Linked DNA regions of Rattus norvegicus: region 1 is linked to region 2. The links are chromatin contacts, called in public Hi-C maps. All regions are on one chromosome and are shown on one strand. Each heading gives the region's core, a stretch centred on a gene start, on an enhancer-like site or on the middle of the called end of the contact. The rest is flanking DNA. Distances are from core to core; before and after follow the strand shown. Region 1 overlaps Fars2 (phenylalanyl-tRNA synthetase 2, mitochondrial). Region 2 has its middle 45 kb from the start of Tpi1l2.

Region 1 (3,276 bases), core at 631-3,130, 510 kb before region 2:
GGCATAGAATTTGAATCTATGCATTGAATTTTAGTAGACTATTATCTACTTATTGTGGTCATTTTTATTTAGACATGATGGAAGGAGTTAATCTGTAGTGAAGAAGCACAATTTCTGCATCATTTGCTATAGAATGAATTTGAATGACAGAATTTGAACTTATTGCTGAACTAGTATTTGAAGTTATCAATGTGGATTGCCATCATTTATATAAGAGGATTAAAAGTAATATTCAATGCATTTGACTTTTCTCTGTAATTTTATTTTATAATAATTAGGTTCTTAGTGGTTCAAAAGTGAAGCTTTTCTGTGTTGTTTATTTTGTACAGCACTATGAAAACACAAATTTGTGTTTGTTCAAACTGGATTTGAATGTAAAGTTGGAAACTACTGCTGTGACTTTAAATCTAAGAATAACAAGTTTTTTCTTTTTGCCTGAGTGTTCTAAAACATATACTAATCAATGAGATCATGTATCGGTCTTGTCGTGAAAGACTGTGAGTAGAAATGCAAGTTCCATTTTTCTTTTTTAATTCTTTAATTTGTGTTTACGACATGCAATCAGCACTCTGAATTTTCTCAAGCACTTTCTTGAACTGTTTCTAATAATACCCAAGGTAGTGGTGAGTGGCTGTGTGGAAGACTGTTCTATTTACAGCAACCTGTTTGTTTTCTGGATCTCTCTTGTTCCTCTTGCTGATCAGTGAGTGCCTTTTAAGCTAGAGTTTTTTAAGAGTGCATGGTAACGGAAGTGAACCTTAGTGGGGTTTTCTGGATATGGGGAGCCTGACCTAGACACAGCAGCAGAGGGCGCTCGGTCCCTCTTTTCACAGCAATAGAGCCTGCAACAACCATCCCTCTTTTAAGCAGCTAAACAGGAATTGCTCAAATTGATTAAGTTTTTCGAAGATCTTGTTCCATGATCTGGGGCTAGGTGCCTTAGAGTAAAGTAGGTCTTATTTTAGTCTTGGGAAAACTGAGTGTAATAGGGAATTTCCTGAAACTCTGCAGGAGGAATAAAATTGTCAGTGAAATTCCATGAATCCTTCTCTTCCCTTTCCATATTCTGACTAATGTGCAAAATAACCATTTTCCTAAGAAGACCCAAATGGAAACCCCAGGAATTTGCATTTCCTCTTGAATAGTTTCCTTAATGAAAGGTGTCTGAGACATAGGCTTTAAACAAACAGCAACTTGAAACATTGTGGCATCTACTTGAAATTTAATCCTTTTTGTTAGATAGCTAGTGCCTCTTTGCTTTTACCCAACAAAGACCCTTAAGAAAAAGAAAATGAAAAAATAAATAGCATTTCTAGAACCCTCTTGCCTCGCGCGGCAGATCATATTCTCTGTGATCTTGTTCACTCATATTATGTGGTGATTAGAGCCAGGCTTCAATCAGCTGAAAGATTCCCCAAGGCAGGGTCTTGTCCCACCAGTGCACATGGCATGCCCCGTCTGACACCAGGGCAACTTGAGAATTGAGCCAGAGATGCTGCAGTTTGGTGCAGCAGATGCGCACTGGTGGTTGCCATGGAGATTGCTAATACTGCTGAAACTCAAAGAAAGGGCACTTGCCACAGCTCAGGAGCCTGTGTGAAAGTGAATGAAAAGCAAGTGGAATTGAGAATAGGCCCTCAGCTACTTGTCCCACATGGAGTTTTAATTTCCTTTCCTCTTCCTTTTTCAGAATCTAGATTGAAAACAGGGCAAGTCATAAGGCACGCCGGAGCCCCTCAGAGCTTTCTGCCGCCTGACATATCCTTGGGATAAGTGTATATTAACAAGGAGGCATGACTAATAGGATTGGGTTGGGGGCTGGGCTGGGGCATGTGGCAATCCTTCTGGAGCCTCTGGTCTGCTTGTCACTGGGGCTTACTAGGCACCTTGGGATTTGTCTGCAGCATATGTGCTGCTGTTAATGATTGAAAAATTACCACAACAATTAGTCATGGATCACTGAAGGCAGGGCCCCAAATGTGATGGACAATCTGATTAAATCCATGTATGTGACAATTAACTCTCCTGCAGGTTTATCCATCCAGGGAAAGTGCCCTAGGGGTGAGAGCAGAGTGGAATGAGAAGATGGGGAAACATGGTGATAAAAAGGAGTAGGAGAGGTAAACGCTACAGAAGAGACTGATGCAGCTGGCACTATTGGTTTTTAATCTGATCCTGAATTAATCACGGTTTGATTAATCCTGGTTTTATTGCACCTTTCTATTGCCCATTTATTTATTTCTGCCTCAATTTGATGGAGGTGTGACTGATTAAATTCTGCTCATTCCATGTTTTTGAATTTTTAAATTCAGCTCTCCATTAAGCACAATGTTCTAGGTGGTCCAAAGTCCAATTATCTTGTAAGAGCTTAACAGGCACCAGACACAGCACGTCATGAATCCCCTCATGTATCACAGCTGAGTAACTCAGAATAAATATTTGTTTGTTCAGTAATCTGCCTAAGCGAAGGAAGCCTGTGATGTCAGTATGCTTTGTTATTCAGAAGAGATGGATCTCCCACCTCCCAATTTTGGTTATAAGAATAATAGAAACTCAATGTGTATCACCAAGAAGATTTTGTGCACAAAGACAGAAAACTGTTTGTGTGAACTTATCTCCCAATACATCTTGTAGCCTAACAAGGTCAAGCTGTGCTGACCTGTAACTGTGGCTGAGCATTGTTTTTAACAGAGTGCTCTGTTCTTTCTTTAGATGATACTTTGTCACCCATGCTGCTTATGAAACACTGCAGTGAAGTAATGCCCAGGAGGTTGTGACACAAAGCAGCCCAAGCTGAGCCTGCTGCGGTGTACCTCCTGTGTCTGGAATGTACTGTTGAGTGGCAGGTGGCTTGCCCCATTCAGAAGACATGGAGAGCTACACGGTCTACTTATGCAGTTGCCTTTTTTTTTTTTTCTAATAGAATTTGGGAGGACAATCTCACCCCTCTAGACTAAATTGGGTTGTCCTTTTATCCGCATTTTAGCATGACCTATCCAGATACATGAACATAGAAGATTTGTTTGTGGTGTGGGACATAGTAACTTCTAGCACAATAGACTCGAAGACAAAAATTAGCCCAAGAAGAGTCTCGTTGCCCTGGGAGATCTCTGCAGAATATTGTGTTATTGATAGTACCACTGATTTGAGCACCAAACAAGAGTGTCAGCCTGCCTGCACACAGATGATAGGGAACCTCAGAACCTCTACCTTGAGGTGGCTAGCCCTCCGTATGCTTCCCGGTAATCAGCCTCAGTGTGGAGATTGAAAAACTCT
Region 2 (3,431 bases), core at 910-3,409:
TTGAGGCTAGTCTCTCACTCCTGAGTTCATGTGACCCTTTCTCTTCCTGTCTCTGAAATAACAGAGACTAGAGACCCAGCATATTGAAGTCAAGTTATCCCTTCCATAACCTCCCCAGTCAACTCTTCTTTCATCTGGACTCGGCACACCAGCCACTTGGGAGAAAGCTCCCTTCTTAGTGTCTCCTAATTTTTTGAGACACTATTGAATGAAAATGGTCTCTACCACTGAACCCAGATGGTGCAACTATGGCAGACACCCAAAACAAATTAGTGCAAAGGAGAGAGGGGGGAAGGAAAGAAAGAAGGAAGGGGGACTAACAGAGGTATTGCTGCAGGGTCAGTTGCTGCTGAAGGGAAAATTGGAAAGTGATTTTTGTACCGGAATGTGAGATTTTTCTTTAGATTCATGTCCATATTTATTTCCCTCTTGTCTTTCTTCATCACTTGTAATAAAGCCTCAAGGAATGCCTAAAATGTTTCCTGCACTTTTGGAGACAGGAGCAATGAGACTGTTTATTCTGTAGTGCCTTGGGGAGGAGCTTTGGTTAGAAAGGAGGGGAAACAATTTAAAGAAAAAGAAAGAAAAGAACAGAGAATTTGTTTCCTGGAACTGATGGGTAAAATAAAAACAAATATGGTAAGGGGCCTGCCTTCGATAGCAAAATGTCTCAGAAGTGTCTGCACATGTAGAGTCCTGAATGACATCATGCAGTTGAATTTCAAAGTCACAGTTACATTTATTTTAATACTGTTTACTCGAGGACAGGAATCAGCACGAAGGAGATTTTATTCCATGAGGATCTCATTAAAAGATGGATGCACGTATAAAGAAGGCTTTAAGGTATCAGTGCGTTGGGCTGGACACACTTCTTTACAGGCAGTGTCTAAGAAGCGTATGCATCTGAGTCACCTGTTTTATTCTCATTATTCAAATGCAGATTCTAGGGTTTTTTTCCCCCAGACTTACTGAACTGTGGATTTTACACATATTCTCTGCCCTGTGATAACCCCCCAGTGACAGGTTTCCTGCTCTTGGCTTCACCACCTTCTACCTTGCACAGGAAGGAGCTCTGTAGGAACACTGCTTTCATAGGACAGATGCATCGTGGACCCCAGAGCCATGCCTTGCCTCCCGCCATGTTTCTTCAGTCAGGCAAGAGCTGTGAGGTTTCATCTTGCTGATAGGGATAGCTGAGACACTCTAGAAAGTTCTTTTCCAGTTTATCTATGAAGTAGAGGGTGGGATGGGATTTCAGTCGGTCTAACATCCTTTTGAATTTCCAGAAGCCAGGAGACAGACATCTGTTTTCAGAGTAACTGTTTGGGGTTGTGCTGTGGACTTCTATAACAAGCCCTGTTCAGTCTCAGAGAATCCAGAGAAGGTTAATTTAGTGGGTTTTGCATTTAGTGGCCGGCAGAGGAAATGCAGGTCAGGACCAAAGGGAAGATACAGTCTCCCAGGGAACAGAAAATGCTGACATTCTTGGGCCTTAAAGCAGAGGAGACTTTTACCAGGCAATGCCAGCCTCAATCTTCTCTGGATCTCTGGTACCTAAGTATTATATTTCAAAAATTTCAAGAAAATCGACAGAAGAGCTTTTATTACTAGCAAATGTGTGCTTCTGTAGAGCCTTTACTATTTAGGTTGGTGATTTCTACACTGATAAATCAGCCTTGTCATGTTGGCTCTAGACAAGTGTTTCTCAGTTTGCATAAACTCCTGAAGTGTCTTTTTGGATGAGGATACTGCCTGGTTTTAAAAATTACATCTGATTTGTTCAAATCATATACAATAAGGGAGGTTTGCCTTCTGTTTGGGAATTGCAAAGTCTGGCTTTTTGCTTAGATGGCTCAGATCAATCAGTCAGTCAAATTTCCCTTTAATTTGTGCTGTGTGTGGTCTTGTAGCTACTACGGAAAGTACCAGACGGCTGTAGAGTGAGTTTGAACATGAATGACAAGAAGCCGAGCAGAGTGAGCAAAGCGTCATGAAGACAATGCTGTGCAGAGAGGTTTTGCTGACTGGCACAAGCTTGTGGGGTGTCGCTTATCTGGAAGCAGAGCCACATGGCAGGGTGTGCTCTGGCTTCCACAGCCCCTTGAAGGAAAGCTAAGCTACCCATTTCCAGAAAGAGGTTAAAGCACATCCAGTCTGACCAGTAGAGGGCACTGCATCTCTGTACTTGTCTATGTATTTATCTGTATGTTATATACGATTACATATGTACTACAACATATATTATAACAAAGCATAGGACATTTATATATTTAACATCCCCTTGAAAATTTCCTTTCTCGCCTTTTCACAAGAAGGGGGCTTGCTTATGAGTGAAAACATGGTTTGCCGAGGAGATATTTGTGATGGTATTTTTGTACGTGAACTAGACAAAAATATTTACCCCTCTTTATCAACAAACATGGGGAATGAGAAAAGTAGAGAATTATTTTAAAAAGCAACATTCTTAATTCAGATTCCAGATTTTAAGGGTAGAGGTTACTGAACTGCTTTTTTTCTGCTAGGAGGAGAGAAACTTCTGGAAACTACTCTCATAGCTCAAATATCAGGATATGAACCTTGCTTTTAGATTCCTTCCTGTGGTGTTTGTCCCCAGAGCCTGGATTTGGAGATGCCTGGAAGGAAGAGCCTATAGATCAAGACTGAGTTCCTGGCTCTATGAAGGGGCTCTGGCCTCCCCAAGTCATCAAAATGACCATAGGATGGCGTAGAGAGAGAAAGGACAGACACTTCGGCCCTTGTGCGTGCTCTTTGCTCAGCGGGGTATGCCCAGAGCTTTTCATATCCAATCGCTCATCAAGTGGTCTGAGCGAGGGGGAGTTAAACACCGCAAGACAGATCTTTAAAGTTGAGAGAGTTGGCTCTTAAGTCCACTGGAGACCTCAGACACATGGGGCTTTCCAAGGAAGGGGCAACTTAGCTGCAGTGACTCTCTCCTCCTGAACATCAGGCTTCTGCGGGTTGAAAAGCAAGCCCAGAAACCCTCCAAAGCCCAGCTGAGCTGGGAAGAAATGTCAGGGACTCTCTTGGTCTTTACTAAAGGGCTGGAGACTTGTTTTGTAATTTTTTTGCAAGAGCTGATGAACTCTGCTGCTATGGCACCCTTGAAGTATATGGGGATCGAATCTCTGTATAGTCCTAGACTCTCAGCGATCAGACTGCAGTAGAGAAAACCAGAGGAAAGGAAGATATGGGCTGAACTGTATGAAAGCGAGGGTTCAGGAAGACTGTAACACCTGAAAGAGAACGTTCACACCTCTGAAACTGCTGCTTACCCCTCTCTCCTCTCTCTTATTTTCTTCCTCAAATGAGAAGGAAAGGCTCACTTCACCAGTTATACATTATGCATTAGCTGTTACAGCTATATGTCTCTAACTTCTAATGTATATAATTAACAATCATTTAAATAAAGA

The links. Hi-C and Micro-C count contacts between places; a contact is called where the count stands out from the background.
Region 1: a contact with region 2 is called in a Hi-C map of the A7r5 cell line, with 5 times the contacts expected there. The contact joins two enhancer-like sites. A contact is called at or near these places in 4 of 12 Hi-C or Micro-C datasets (the A7r5 cell line, the Rat2 cell line, Schwann cells and 1 more).

The regions. Positions count from the first base shown.
Region 1 is chr17:28,788,800-28,792,075 of GRCr8, reverse strand. The region is part of intron 5 of Fars2 (phenylalanyl-tRNA synthetase 2, mitochondrial); the gene reads left to right. Among named protein-coding and RNA genes, the nearest start is that of Fars2, 160 kb to the left of the region's middle. Within about 2 kb of position 1,880, at least 14 of the 93 cell types and tissues checked have an H3K27ac peak or open chromatin away from gene starts, as enhancers often do.
Region 2 is chr17:28,274,424-28,277,854 of GRCr8, reverse strand. No RefSeq gene overlaps it. Among named protein-coding and RNA genes, the nearest start is that of Tpi1l2, 45 kb to the right of the region's middle. Within about 2 kb of position 2,159, at least 1 of the 93 cell types and tissues checked has an H3K27ac peak or open chromatin away from gene starts, as enhancers often do.